Linked DNA regions of Mus musculus: region 1 is linked to region 2. A link is a contact called in public Hi-C data. All regions are on one chromosome and are shown on one strand. Each heading gives the region's core, a stretch centred on a gene start, on an enhancer-like site or on the middle of the called end of the contact. The rest is flanking DNA. Distances are from core to core; before and after follow the strand shown.

What was found. Hi-C and Micro-C count contacts between places; a contact is called where the count stands out from the background.
Region 1: a Hi-C map of bone marrow-derived macrophages shows a contact between it and region 2, with 2.4 times the contacts expected there. The contact joins two enhancer-like sites. A contact is called at or near these places in 2 of 15 datasets of contacts at CTCF or cohesin (CD8 T cells and the NIH/3T3 cell line), 52 of 484 Hi-C or Micro-C datasets (B cells, the C2C12 cell line, CD4 T cells and 33 more) and 8 of 115 datasets of contacts at active chromatin or transcription factors (the 230-238 cell line, CD8 T cells, the HPC-7 cell line and 4 more).

Annotation. Positions count from the first base shown.
Region 1 is chr1:106,692,678-106,699,595 of GRCm38.p6, reverse strand. All of the region lies in intron 1 of Bcl2 (B cell leukemia/lymphoma 2), which reads left to right. Among named protein-coding and RNA genes, the nearest start is that of Bcl2, 18 kb to the left of the region's middle. Within about 2 kb of position 3,680, at least 47 of the 459 cell types and tissues checked have an H3K27ac peak or open chromatin away from gene starts, as enhancers often do. A contact at or near this core is called in the HPC-7 cell line, bone marrow-derived macrophages, macrophages and 2 more, where this site is marked.
Region 2 is chr1:106,625,463-106,632,636 of GRCm38.p6, reverse strand. All of the region lies in intron 1 of Bcl2 (B cell leukemia/lymphoma 2), which reads left to right. Among named protein-coding and RNA genes, the nearest start is that of Gm37053, 14 kb to the right of the region's middle. Within about 2 kb of position 3,741, at least 189 of the 459 cell types and tissues checked have an H3K27ac peak or open chromatin away from gene starts, as enhancers often do. A contact at or near this core is called in the HPC-7 cell line, bone marrow-derived macrophages, macrophages and 2 more, where this site is marked.

The DNA of each region.
Region 1 (6,918 bases), core at 2,431-4,930, 67 kb before region 2:
GGAGGTGAGCATTGTGCATAGGTAACTACCTGAATAGCAGGAAAGCCGCAGACTAAGGAAGGGTGTGTGCGGCTGGTGTGCGTGAGGCAAGGTGGGCTTGTGTGTTTTGGAGCATCACTGCAGTTCACACAGCAAAGGATAAAGGCCTTTGTTCATAAACCACCCCAAATTTAGTGTTCTACCCTTAAGTTTACCATCAGTTTCAGGTCAGTTACTATGCAGCAACATTAATTAAAGAGAACTACTATTTTTGGATTACGTGCTTGAAGCACCCCTCCACTTCTGGATCTCTTGTTGGTCTCACCCCCTTCTATTTATTGTAGCACTGGCTATTGGACTGGGCGTTAAGCATAAGGAAGGAAGGACACGAGCACTTATTGAACTCCCATAAGTGCCAGACCCTATGTTTAACCTTAGTAACCTCCTAAGAATGGAAAGCAGAATTAGAGATTCAGAAACCGCACGACCTCTCCACTGAGAGGCAAGACCAGCTCTTACATTCAGGCAACCCCACTGCTAACTAAAGTCCTATAGGACTTAAAGAAAAATGTAAGCGTTTAAACACAGATCCATTCAGAATGACAAATGGATACATGCGAGGTTCTTGTTTTTGTTTTTGTTTTGTTTTCTTTAAGAAGCCACTTAGTCATCTGCATTTCAGTAACAAGGAGATGAAATCTTTCCCACTTTATGGGGTCCAAACAGTCTTTCACAGAGCTGAGGGGAAAAAAAAAAATGAAGCTTTTAAAGGAGTCTTTTCTGTTTCTTTCTTCTCTGGCTCCAGCATCTGTGCAGCTTTTGGAAAAATAAGTGGTCACCGTTGTTTTGTTCAGGGCCAGACACCTGACTGCTGTGCTCTTCCAGGGGTCAGCATATTCAGAATAACACCCCCCCCCCCCCCACCGTGCTGTCCTCCATCCAGGCAGTGACTTCACCAGCAAATTGTAACCTGCCTAATGCCTTTAATAAAAAGGTGGGAAGGTCTGTGGCTTCAGGTCCTCTGTCCTCCTGACTCCCTGGCCGTTCTTTTTTTAGGCTAGACCTTTGTGTGTGTGTTTTTTTTCCAGCGTCCAGGGGGTGGAATGACATGTTGCTCACATTTACAAGGAGATGATGTATCTCCTTTAAAAGTTAGCTGTAAATTTTCTTCTACTCAGAAATAAACCTACCTCCGGCCAGATGAGGTTTCCATGCCTGCGTCCCAGAACTCGAGGGTGCTTCCATAGTAACTCTTGACTGGGATGCATGCAGTGCTGAATCACAGGGCTCAGGGAGCGCCAGGGTAGGCCGGGAAATGCTTTTCTTCAGTGAAATGTAGACACCAAACTCTGACTAGTGAGGACATTCTTCCTGCTTTCTTATGAAATGTTTCTGTTATGTTTTGTCTGAGACAAGGCCTCTGTATGTATCTCTGACCAGTGTGGAACTTGTCATGTAGACCAGGCTGACTCAAACTCAGAGATCTGCCTGCCTCTACCCACTATGTACTAGGATTAAAGGTGCAGACCACCACGCCTGGCCAAATGTCTCTTTTCTTCTCTTTCTCTCTTTTTAAATTGATAAATTTCTTCATTACTAAGCATAGATGAGTCGAAAATTTAAATAACTTCAAGTTCACATGCAGAATGTAAAACTCAAGAGTCAACAAAAAGAATCACATGTATTATTTTTTTAGTAAAGCATAGATAAATACAAAATTAAATGTTTTTTTCCAAGCCTAACTAATGTTAACACTTTTAAGAGCAGAATAGCATAGTATTTCTTAAGACGCCAAAAAAAAAAAAGGAAGAGAAATTGTTATTTAGGTCCAGGGAAAATAATAACCTTTCATTAGGCAAGACAGAGTTCAACATGAGGCTCCTCAAATGCCCAGCCTCTGTGGTGGTGACTGAACTAGCCAACTGTTTATTCTTGTTTTAATTTATAAGGAATAACCCAACAATGTAGTATTGAAAAGGCTGCTGTATTTTTTTTAAACCCTGACTATCCCAGTGTATTCCCACTCCCAGTGTCTCCCATCTTTTAGTAGAGTGTGTGTAACAAGTGCTGCTTTAAGGACAGGGGAGGACTTTGGCTTTGGTGTGAGAGGAAGAAAGTCCCACGCTTTGACCTCAGTTCTCTTGGGTTTCCTCCTGATGTACCCAAGAAACAGCAACCTTTTGTCACAGAACTGTAATCTGTGTGGAGGAAGCTTTCAGAACTACAGACACATTAATGTCTTCAGCAATCTCTGCTCAGTGGTGGCCGTTCCATACAACAGCAGCTGTGCAGGGTGAGCTTGCTAGCATTTACATCCAGAGCCACTGCGGACTCGGTCACCGTTCCCTAGCCAACTTGCAAAGAAACAGTGTGTGTATGTGTATTAGAATTTACCGAGTTTGCTAGGTTTTGTTGTTTTTGAGACAGGTTTCCACTCTGTGCCTTAGATGGCTCTAGACCTTACCTGTACTGTTCTGAGTACTGAAGAAGCAATACTTGAGGTTGTATAGACCCTCCTGTATTCACCTCTTTAGTACTGGGGTTAATGGCATGACTTACCATACCTAGCTAAAAGTCATATTTTATTATTTTTTGTGGTATTTGGTATTGAACCAGAGACTCCAAGTACACTAAGCACCCTAGTTTACTCTTCTATTGTGAAAAGACACCACAACCATAGCAACTTTTATAAAAGAAATAATTTATTTGGGTACTTGCTTACAGTTCTAGAAGGTTAAAATCATTATTATTATGGCAGGGAGTATAGCAACAGGCAGATAGGTATGATGCTGGAGCAGTAGCTGAGAGCTTGCATCCAAATGCACGGGCAGCAGGCCGAGAGAGACAGACAGAGAGACAGCAAGCAGAGACAGACAGACAGAGAGAGTGTGGCAGAGAGAGCCACTTGGCTTGGCTTAGGCTTTTGAGATCTCAAAGTCCACCAGTGACATATTTCCTCCAACAAGGTCACACCTCCTAATCCTTCTAATCTTTCTTAAACAGTTCTGCTCTCCAGTGGCTAACGAGCATATGGGAGGCCTTCTTATTCAAACCACCACGCTAAGTGCGCCCTCTGCCACTGAGCTCCATGTCATTTTAACAATGCTGTTTAATGCTGTACAGTTGCCATCATTTTCCATCACTAGGACTTGTGTGATCCCCAAAGAAAGTCTCCTCCCATCAAATAATAACTCTGATTTTTTTTTTCCTTTTCTGGGGAACAACCTCTGCTTTCTCTGCCTATAAACCTGGCTATTCCACACCTTTTCAAAGCAGAATAACAATTTAGCCAATTTGCATTCACAAGGCATTTTCTCACAAGAGTATTGATGTTTTTCCATCAGCCAATCATGACAGCAAATGCATTAAACCAAAACCAAGTTAAATGAGAGAGATCTACACATTATTAAAACAATTGTTTTAGAGTCTGATGGTATTTTTCTTGCTGTGTAGCCAACTCTCTAACAGAAACAACTAAACGGGGCAAGAGTGACTTTAATTGTCAGGTTCAGAGCTTAGCTCATTGTTCTTGACCCCACTGGTTCTGGGCTGATGGTGATGCTGAGTATCATGGCAGCAGAAGAGAAGAGAAAGAAGCTGTTCATCTCATGACAGGAAGCAGAACAGAAAGAGGAAGAAGCTACAGCAAGATATTCTTTCAAATCCTACCCTCAATGGCCTGCTCCCTTCAGCCATGCCTAGCCTCTCACTATTTCCCAACAGCCCATTCAGTGGGTGGCACCGTTGATGAGGTCGGAACCCTCACACTAAAACTGTCTGTGGAAATGCTAGAGCTAAGCTTTAAATAACTCCTCGGCACTTCTCAGGCCAAGCGAGTTGTCAATCAAAACTGATGTCACTCTGCTGTGAAGGGCAGCCTGGCAGCTGAAAAGGCTGATGATCTTCTGCAGCCCTGTGTATGGAGCAGACTCAGGACCCCAGAGGTCCTTCTCAACTCCTACCCAACTCAGCACAGCGCTCTCCAGACAAGGGAATTGCTCACAGCAACAGGTGGAAAATCCAGAAAAAGAGGGCAATGATTTGCAGAAACCCCTCCATTCTAAATGGTTAACATTTTTTGAAAGTTTAGGCTTCAGCCATCTGAAAAACCCACTTTGTGAGACAATTCATTTCAACTCACTGTGAAAGAGAAGGTGAGTGGGGTGCAGAGTTTAAGTCAGTGTTTGCTGACCTGCTTTGTGCTTTTTCTCTTCTCCTACCTTACTTTAGAGTGGAGAGTTAGGTGAGAACTCTCAAGTGGGCATACAGCAGTTTACAGGGGGAGTTTTGGCTTTACCATTGAATCTTTATCTCTTTCTGTGTATAAAGTCACTTATTTATAAGGGTCACTGGCATTCTGTGTCAGCTAGAGTGGCTCTGGGGAGGCTACTTCACATAGACTGACCCTTAACCACCATTTTGGACAGTAGGGTATGATAGCATCTGGCCTGGTTGGAGGCCTGACCTGTTGTGATAGAATTGCGGTTGGAGTCTGGACACACCACACCAGGCCAATGAGAGAGGTTTATTGTGAAGGAAGAGGGCAAACAGGGTGATGGAGATGAAGGGAGAAGAGAGAAAAGAGAGGGCAAAGTTCAAGAGGGTCTGCCTTTTATTTAGTCTGATTTAACCGCTTGCATGAGAGGTAAACCAGATGGATACTGGGAATGTATGGCAATTGCCATGGCAACAGATGCATGGGTCCCTGTCCCCTATGGGTGACATCACCGGAGGGAACCTGCAACCAAAAAAAAAAAAAAGCTGGTTCCTGATACCAACATTGCCTGTGATGGAGAAACAAAGAAGTAGATTACAGACCTGTGAGCTATCCTGAAAGGAAGTGCAGAGTGGCCATTGGGCCCAATGGTCTGGGGAGGTGACTAATGGCAGTGATTGCAGGGTGAAGCTGGGGTTGAACCTAACCAGCACCAGAGTAGCTTGTGTAGACACACTACTACTGTTGTTCCAGACTTGAGTTTCCAGAAAGCTGCTTCTCTCAAGGCCTTGGATGTGATGACTCGGGGCAAACGTGAGCAGCCGCAGGACGCTTGTTTAGGAAACCATCTATCTTGTGTAGACAGAGTATCTGAGATGACCTTAGCAGTAATAACAATGGTAATGATAACAACAGCACAGCCTTTCCCCTGGCACAAGAAACCAGTTTTGTAATGAAACTGGAATTTCCCTGGGGAATAGCCTTAGAGAGAACTGGGCGGGTAAGATAAAAATAACCAATATAAAATAGTGTCTGATTGTGTTCTGTTCTCTCTTCTACACTTGGCCTTGCGTGATTTACTTTGTTTAGCTGTCATGTTGAGTGTTACTTCATTTAACTGGTGCATCCTTTGGTCCAGAGAAAGAAAGATGGCTCAGTGGGTTTAGAGGCCATTAGTCACCTTGAATTTTTACCTCAATGCACCTGGCAGAGAGGTGGAAATGACTCTGGGCGAATGTTGCCCTGGGGATGGAAGCCAAGTCTCTTTGGAATAAGGGGTAATGGGTTTGGTTTTCCAGGGTTCTGGAGGCCCAAATCTGAGCTCCCCAGCACATGGGCATGTGTACAGTCATGGGTCATTAGGACATCCCCTGAAGCTGTTTTCTTGCCATAAGTCAGAATCTTGTAAATTGACTCTTGTCATAACAAACGATGCAGCAGCCATATGATATGGCTGGGCTCCCTACCCCTTTACCCAGAGGATGCCAATTTCCAAGTGGGCATAGAAGATTTTACTTTTATGTTGACTCTAACAGGGGGTCTGTCTTGCTAGACCACTTTGTAAATGGTGACAAATAGTGGTGGTCATAGCATCATGGAGAAAAGAGTGAGGCTTCCAAACCTAGCCAAGCTCTCTTGGTTCCAGATTTTATGCAAATTTGTATAATAGAATGCAAATGATTTCCCAGTAATTCAGGGCCCAGGGGCCCATGTTCATCTGTTTTTAGCTGTGTACCTGGGCTTTTTTGATATGGTTACTTTGGAGTGAGGGGGCATATGCAGTGAAGCTTAAAGAAGGCTGGGGGGTTCTGGCTTCCTCCATCAGTAGACGCTATGCCTGGGATTGCATCTTGAAGCTGCAGCTTCTCTGTCTACAGCCACAGGCCATGACTTACATATGTGGGGAACAGGAGAAGGTCAACCCAGACTAACATATTTTTAAAAAGTCCTTTATTTCTGCTCTTCTCCCCCAAACATTTCAGTGCCATAGTATATATCATTTATTCATCGCACATGTATTATTTATCGGCTATAAGTACTGCAGTAGGTATTGAAAAGAAATTAGCATGTTCTCCTCTTAAATGTGAAATTGTGGAACTCTGGCTGTAGCTTTTCCACTTCCAACATGATAGCTGGCCCCTGTGCATGTTGACTGTGTGAGTGTGGTGAGTCTCATTTCAGATGGGTTGAGCATGTAAATCATGTGTCAAGTTTCAAAGACTCTTGGCATCAACAAGTGAATTCAGAAATGTTCATATTTATATAAACATGTTTGTGTATCATTTTTATATTAACTGCTTTTTTAAAAGATAGTATAAATAAAAATATATTCAATATGACCACTAGAAGGATTGACATGGTGTATATAGCTCCCATTGGGTTTCTGTAGGGCAGCATTAGAGGAGACTTCTAGCATCTCAGTATACAATGTAGTCACCTTCTCACTTTGGTGTTTGGGAATTATATAGAATTGTAAAAGATGACCTTTCTTTTTCCACAAATGTGGTCTAGTTTACATGTTTGCAGCATCCTGTATAACCCACCTCAGAGTATGTTCCTATCTATAGTTATTCCACTGTCTGTCCACTGAAGTAGTCAGGCAGGCTTTTTCTTATCTTCATAGAGGAAGATGCAGAGTCAGGGTGACTTGCTAATCTACAGAATTAGAGCTGAGCTGTGAATAGAATTCTAGCCTTTGAACTTCTATCCCTATTGGATAGAAG
Region 2 (7,174 bases), core at 2,492-4,991:
TCACCAGTTGGTTTTTTGTAAATAAAGCTTTATTGGAACATATTATGCTCATTTGTTTATGTCTCTTTTCTCACTCTAACTGCAGTGATGAATAATTATGATAGAGACCATATGGCTTGAGACATTTTCCTATCTGGTCCTTAACTGAAAACATCCAAGGATCTCATAAAATTTACTCACTCATTCATTTTATTGGTTACCAATTCTGTTAATGACACCGGGGAGTGTAAAGATGAGTGGAGCTGTCCCTGAGGCCCAAAGACTTACAGTCTAACATAGACAAGTCAACCTCCATCTGACAAGGCAGAAGGTAGCATGTATTATCAACAAGAAACAGCTAAGTTGCTATGGTAGTTCAGAGATGGTGAGGCCCCGATGAAGAGAAGGAATCGAGCTCTGCACAGATATTACTTCCATAACTGTGGTAACTGTGGCTACCAGTAATTTCCCAATAGGAACTTCATGAGACATATAAGTCACTTCTCTCATGGAATTTTATAAATTGTGGTAGTCACAGGGTGGAAGTGAGTTCAGATATTACTTTGTGTGCAAATGTCTTTATCAGGAAGCAAGCTTCCTGTCACTATGGGGATAATCATACTTATAAAGATGTTTGAAGAGTTGAAGGAAGGCTTTTCTTGCTCAGGCTGCAGATAGAAAGAATTCCTTTTCCCTTTTTACTGACTGTTCACTCAACAAAATAAAAATAAATGCTGTAGATCTCAAAGGACTTTGAAAGAGAGCCACTCAGACATCAGTGGAAGGCTTAAAAAGAAGACTAAAATTATAGACTACTAGCCATGCAGTAGTGTGACTCTTCTGTAGAGTTCCATCATGCCTAATTGTAAATGAACTGTCAGTAAATTCTTATTGGCCTGTTGACACCCTTTAAGGGTCCAGTCACCACCTCCTACCTGAAAGGAACCCTGTCCAGATTGAGGCTGTTGTGATTAGAATGTGCCTTTTCACCTAAAACCTGTTTGAGGATGTATCTCTCTTTAGTTTTCACGTAACACAGAGTTTACCTGACGCTTTCCCTCCTTCAGTTCATTTCTTGAGACAGGAAACCTATCTCCCAAGCTGACCTCAACTCACTCTGTAGTTGAGGATGACCATGAACTCTGATCCTCCTGCCTCCGAAATTCTGGGATTGCAGGTGTATAACACCATACTCAGTTTATATAATTGATCCTGAGTATCAAGTCCAAGAGTTTGTGAATGCTAGGCAACACTCTGCCAACTGAGCTCCATCCCCAGCCTCCACCGTGTGCTTTTGGAACACTTCACTAAGTTGACATGGATATAGACAGAGCATACATTCAAATTTAGGTGGTTTATTTGGTAAAGGACTTTAGAATTTCGGGTTACTTTAAAAGTGAGATAAGTAAGATTCCTTCTGTTCTGCTTCCAGTGGGATATCAAAATTGTTGGCTAAATTCCAGCTGCTCATTCTTTATATTCATAGTACCAAAGGGACCAGAGCTAATGCAATGCAGTCTTGACTTAAGATATGACTGTGAGGTATTTACCCATGCAAAGCATAATATTTTGATAGATAAAGTGAGTGCATTAGGTGAGAAAGCTACTGAAAGAAACTATCAAATACTCAACAAGGTAACAGAAGTGTTTGAAGAAGCACCAAGCCCAAGTAGTTCAAGTTCCTCCAGAGTCAGAGACCCCCCAGCCCTTAACCATCTGACCGCACTGATGGGAACTCCCTGTCTCCTTTTACCCAGAAGCAGAGACCAGTTGGGTCCAACACTTTCCCATACTCCATACCCCGGTTGCCTGTAGAGCAGAGGCTGCCCCAGATAGGATGAAAAAGAGGAGAATGTAGCAGCCCACTTTGCATAAAAAGTATTTCAGGGCATTTACTGACAAGTAGGTATACTTACTGCATACACATGTAGGGCTGTATTATATCAAAACTGTCTAAATAAACAGAGACTCCACTGTCCCCTTCAAGCCCCACAGCGTCCTTAGGAATGTATTGCTTCCTCGGTTTCCTCTGGTGTCAGTGGCAGGAAAGGCAGAAAGCATTACCTTTTAAGAAGGGAGGGAATACTGAAAGTGCCTTATTTGCAGCCTGCTACAGCAGTAACCCTGCAGACTGGCTTCCCACTCAGCCTCCCATTACCATGCCTCCCAACCCCCTCAGGACCCTATGGGAGTTGTCCCGAGTTTCTGATTTCCAGGGATCACTTTTGAAGATCCAGCAATGCTTAGGTGATATTGAATTACTGATTATCCTCTGGTTCTGTTCCCACTGGAGGCATTCTGGTCAGCCACTCATTTGTCCCATTTAAAGCACTTGGTGGCATGAACTCACTGGGTTTCTGCCCACATCACTGCATTCCTGGGATGCCATTCACAGGCCTTAGCAAGATCATCTGACAGCTGCCTGTGAGGTCAATGAACTTTATGCATAATCAAATGCTCACAGCTAGGAGAAATCCTTTCCTGCTCCATCCCTCCCTGGGCAAAGAATACACGTTAAGCTGCCCCCTTGGTTCCTTGGTGAGGAGGTGGTGGAGTCCCCAGCTACTTTTACATGATTTAATGCTGAGCAGAGAAGGAAAGTGATTGCATCCTCTACAGGGCCCCACAGAACAGTCACCACCCACACTGTTTATTCAGACTGGGATCTTGGCCATTTGGGGTTTAAGCCAGAAGAAAGGGGGGAAAGAAACCAACCCTGGAATGAACACTTTTGAAACTCTGTTGTATTCAGGATGAAGTACGGCCAAGGATCCTTTTTAAAAATCTATTTAAAATCAATTAGCGGGATCATATTCTCATTTGGAATGGATTGTTAGCAAAAGCTAATTGTCTCTGTTCTCACCCAGGTTCTGAGCTTGGGGTAGATGCACAGACATTAGAATCAACCCTCTGTTTTGCCGGAGTCTGATGCTACTACCAAACTATGTGTGGGCAGTTGGGCAACCCTGACCTTTGACCAGCTTTCCATCTGAGAACAAGGAAAGAGGTGTGAGGAAGAGAGGCTGATGTAAACAAGCCTGCTCTACATCCCAGAGCTTCCCCGGGAAGCGACTCCCCAGGAGCTTAGCCCAAACTGAAGGCAAGAGGCAGATCACAGGCCTAGGGAGGAGTCTCTGTGAGGCACCTCCTCCATCTGTCTCTAGTCAGGACTGCAAAAAATTATCGCAGACATGGGAGATTGTATCTTAGTTTCAAAGATCTCGAGAGGAGATTCCGGGACCTCCCTTGGTTACCCACCCTGCTATTTAGCAGTTCCTCCAGCCAGAAAATTCTTTCTTATTTGCAGCCTCAAATGTGCATGTGGTACTGCTTTGGGGAGAAGCTCCTGGTCCAGACCACTCCCACAGCCAGCATGTTTACTCCTCTAATGGGATGGAGCCCATTACTGGCTTCTCCTTCAAGATGGCAGGGGCTTAGACCTCCTTCTAGAACAGTCTATAGGCAACCCAAGATGGAACAGGAGAGAGGGTAGGCTAGGGGTCTGAGGGATGGCATTGATGGAGATTAAACAGGTTAATGAACACTACTTCTGGGCATCTGTGTATTTATGGAGGACTGAAGAGCAAAGTGGCAAGTCAGAGAGTGAGACTTACATACACCCTGTGTACATGGAAGATGCTGAAGTTCCTGCTGCAGATTTTAAAAGAAAAGGAAAAGGAATTCCCCACAACAACAGAGGCTAGGATTGCACTGACTCCAGGACTCTCCCCCTAGTGTTCAATGCAGGGAGCTGGGTTGGGGATGAGGCTGCTGTGCTTGCCTGGCCTTACAAGACCCTGACCTCACTCACCAGTAAACTGAGTGCACTGTATGCTGCTGCGGATTCCTCCTCCTCCTCCTCCTCCTCCTCCTCCTCCTCCTCCTCCTCCTCTTCTTCTTCTTCTTCCTCCTCCTCTACTGATTGATTTATTCTGAAAAATGCAATCAACAATTCAAATAGCAATTTACAAATCAAACACTTGAATATAACACAACTAAAATATACTGAGGAGTAATGGTAGAAAAATATTAAAAGTCTTTGCTTTCCATAATTAAACTATTAATATTTCTATAAAAGCAGACAGTATTGAGTATACAATGTGTTCTTAGCTAGTGGTCTTGAAGCTGAGGTACTTCTAACATTGCATGGTGTTGCAGCATGCCTGCTGCTGAGAACACAGGAGTTCAGAACTGAAGCTGTGGTGTGATCAAAAGAGGAACACTGCAAAAATGCTATGATTCAGTTCCCATTTGATCTTGAATTAATATTGGGTCATAGGATGTACAGAAATCATTCACTGCTGCCAATTTTTGTGACTCTCACATTCATTTATGTGAACCTCATGGGGGTCTTAACTTAGGAAAACTGGATTCTGTAGTATACCTGTAGCCATTCCTAAAGCTGTGAATTCTCTGTGGCAGAGTTAAATATATATACGTGTGTGTGTGTGTGTGTGTGTGTGTGTGTGTGTGTGTGTGTGTGTGTCTGCTAGCATGAAGCATATGTCCATACTTTATGAATAGCTTTGCTGGTCTCTTGGCTTAAAAAGTCTAGCTGAGCATTTTACCCACAATTACATCTGGATGCTTCTATGGGGACTAAGTGACCCAATCTATACATTCTATGAATAAATTTATTGGTGTACTATATGCTTCTAATCCTAGCATTTGGAAAGTAGAGACAGGAAGACCAGAAGTTCAGGGTCACCCTCAGCTACATAGTAAATTTGAAGGTAGCCAATCACACACACACACACACACACACACACACACACACACACACACACACACCTGAAAACAAGGAAGCTCAGCAATTAAGAGTATTTGCTGCACGCATAGTTTCCAGCATCCATGTAAGATAATGTGCAACTACCTGCATATCTACTCCTAGGAGATCTGACACCTTCTCCTGTCTTTTGCAAGCACCTTGCCCATGTGACATACCCTCATAAATGCACATACAAAATAAATAAAAGTCTAAACAAAAAAAATAATAAGAGCTGAAAGAGGAGTAAGATACCCACCCCAGGCAAGATAGGGTCAGATGTCATTGTAGGGGAACGCCTGTCCTTAACTCCACTGGCTGAATGGTGTTCCTCTCTCTCCTCCTCTGACCTCTCCTTCCTCCTCAGCAGATGTGAAATAGAGATACAACCTCTCCGAAGTGAGTTACAGGCCCATTGAAAAGACATCAGATGACCGGCGCGAGCAGCTGGTTGCTTCCCTTTTTATGGGATTATGTCATTGCCTTTCCTAAGAAGGAGGTTTCTCTCCTCCACCCACCCCCACCCCACCATGCTTCCCTCAAGTGCCAGTTCCTTGTGTTAAAGGAATGACTCAGTGAGTGTTGTGGTGCTGATGGTGTGACAAGTGAGCTTTGAGCAGGGAAATGGTGACCTACAACCCATTGTGGAGGCCACAGGCCGTCTGCATCATCACTAGTCCTTTGCTAATGATGCTCATGGTGATACTGCCATGTGTCCCTCATCAGTGCAAGCAGTCTCAGACGTGCTTAACCTGTGACTTTGTCACTGTGCCAGCAGGACCCAAACTAAGATGGCTGTGGGCAATCTCTTATGGGTCCTCTGGCGCATATGCCGAAAGATGGAGGAGTGGGCCAGGTGAATATCATATACATACAACCTCTTAAACATAACCTTCAAAAATGTATACTTATAAGATGCAAAACACTACAGACAGCTGAGACCCATACACCATTAAAAATCTCTCCATCTCTCAATCTCTCTCTCTCTCTCTCTCTCTCTCTCTCTCTCTCTCTCTCTCTCTCTCTCCTTTTGGGTTTTCTATGTATCCCAGTCTGACCTAGGAGTCCAGACTGGCCTCAAACTCATGACATTCCTCCAGCTTCAACCTACCTACAGCTCGAATTACAGTTGTAATTCCACCCACCACACCAAGTTTCAACCACTGCTTATAAATGATGTGAAGAGGAACTGTAACTTTGAAAGCCTCCTCTGCTGCCACTGACAATATCATGCCCCAGTACTCCCAGAAAGAACCCATTCAGCTCTTGTGGTCATGTTATAAGTCTGATGTAGTTTTGTATTGTAAGTTATACCCCATATTATTCTGACATTAAAATGCACAGTTATATTCTTACTAGTTAGTATTTTTGCAACTTTTAATATAACTTGAAATATTATTTTTGAAACATGACCTAAATTACGTGATCTAGTTCCTTTAGCCACCATATTGTTGTGGAATGAATATTTGTATTACTCCCAAATTTATGGGCTGAGTCCTAATTCCACTGTGATGGCATTAGGAGTAGGTGGTTCTTTATGAATTGGATTTATACAGGATATTTTGGAGAGCTCACTCCTTTAACTATGTGGATGCATCATGAGGAAGGCTGAGCCACCACTGAATTTGCTAGCACCTTACTCTTGGATGCTCACTTTCTGGAACTGAGAAATAAATTGTGATTGTTTTGTAATAGCCCTCCAAACATATGTATGTCAGTCTTTTCCTGTGAGTGTACCACAGTCTGTCTGTTTCATCGTCACAGGGCTTTAGAGGGGGGTTCTGGATTTTGTTTTGTAAGTACTGACTGCTGTGAGCTTCTCTGATTGGATTTCCATGTAGGCATGCTGAGTTCTCAAAGACATAGAAGGTAATTAGAGTCTCAAATCTTCAAGTAAAGACGTCAAAACCTTTGGAGCTGCCAGAGCTTTCTCAGCTCAGCCTGTGTGAGGACCTGGCTGTGAGCATCCTCTGCAGCTCTTGACACAGTCAGGCTTTGTGATTTACTGACCTGGTAGCTCAAGAGGCATCTCACCATAGCTCCGATGTCTGGTGTTCTCTTGAGGTTACCTTTGGACCACCTTCCCCACAGTTCTCTTGTTGGGACCTCTTTTTCTTTGTAGTACCTATGTGTGGATTCATTTGGGTGTAGGGGATAATGGATTCTCTTTTGTTTTCTTATAGTTGTCTAAATGTTTGCTATACATTATGGCACTTAAGAGAATTGCCTTTAAATGCCTCATTTGGCTTTCAGCAGCTTTGTCACATAAGAGACTTTGAAATCAGTTACTTCATTTTCCCCTTTGGTTTATACAATTGTATACATAATCTCGAGAGTAAATTTCTGTGTAAGTTGAAAACTCTTTTTTTTTTTTTCTAAATGTTTTAAAGTTCGCTGGTTTTATTAGGATTTGAATCTTACTTGGGGGAA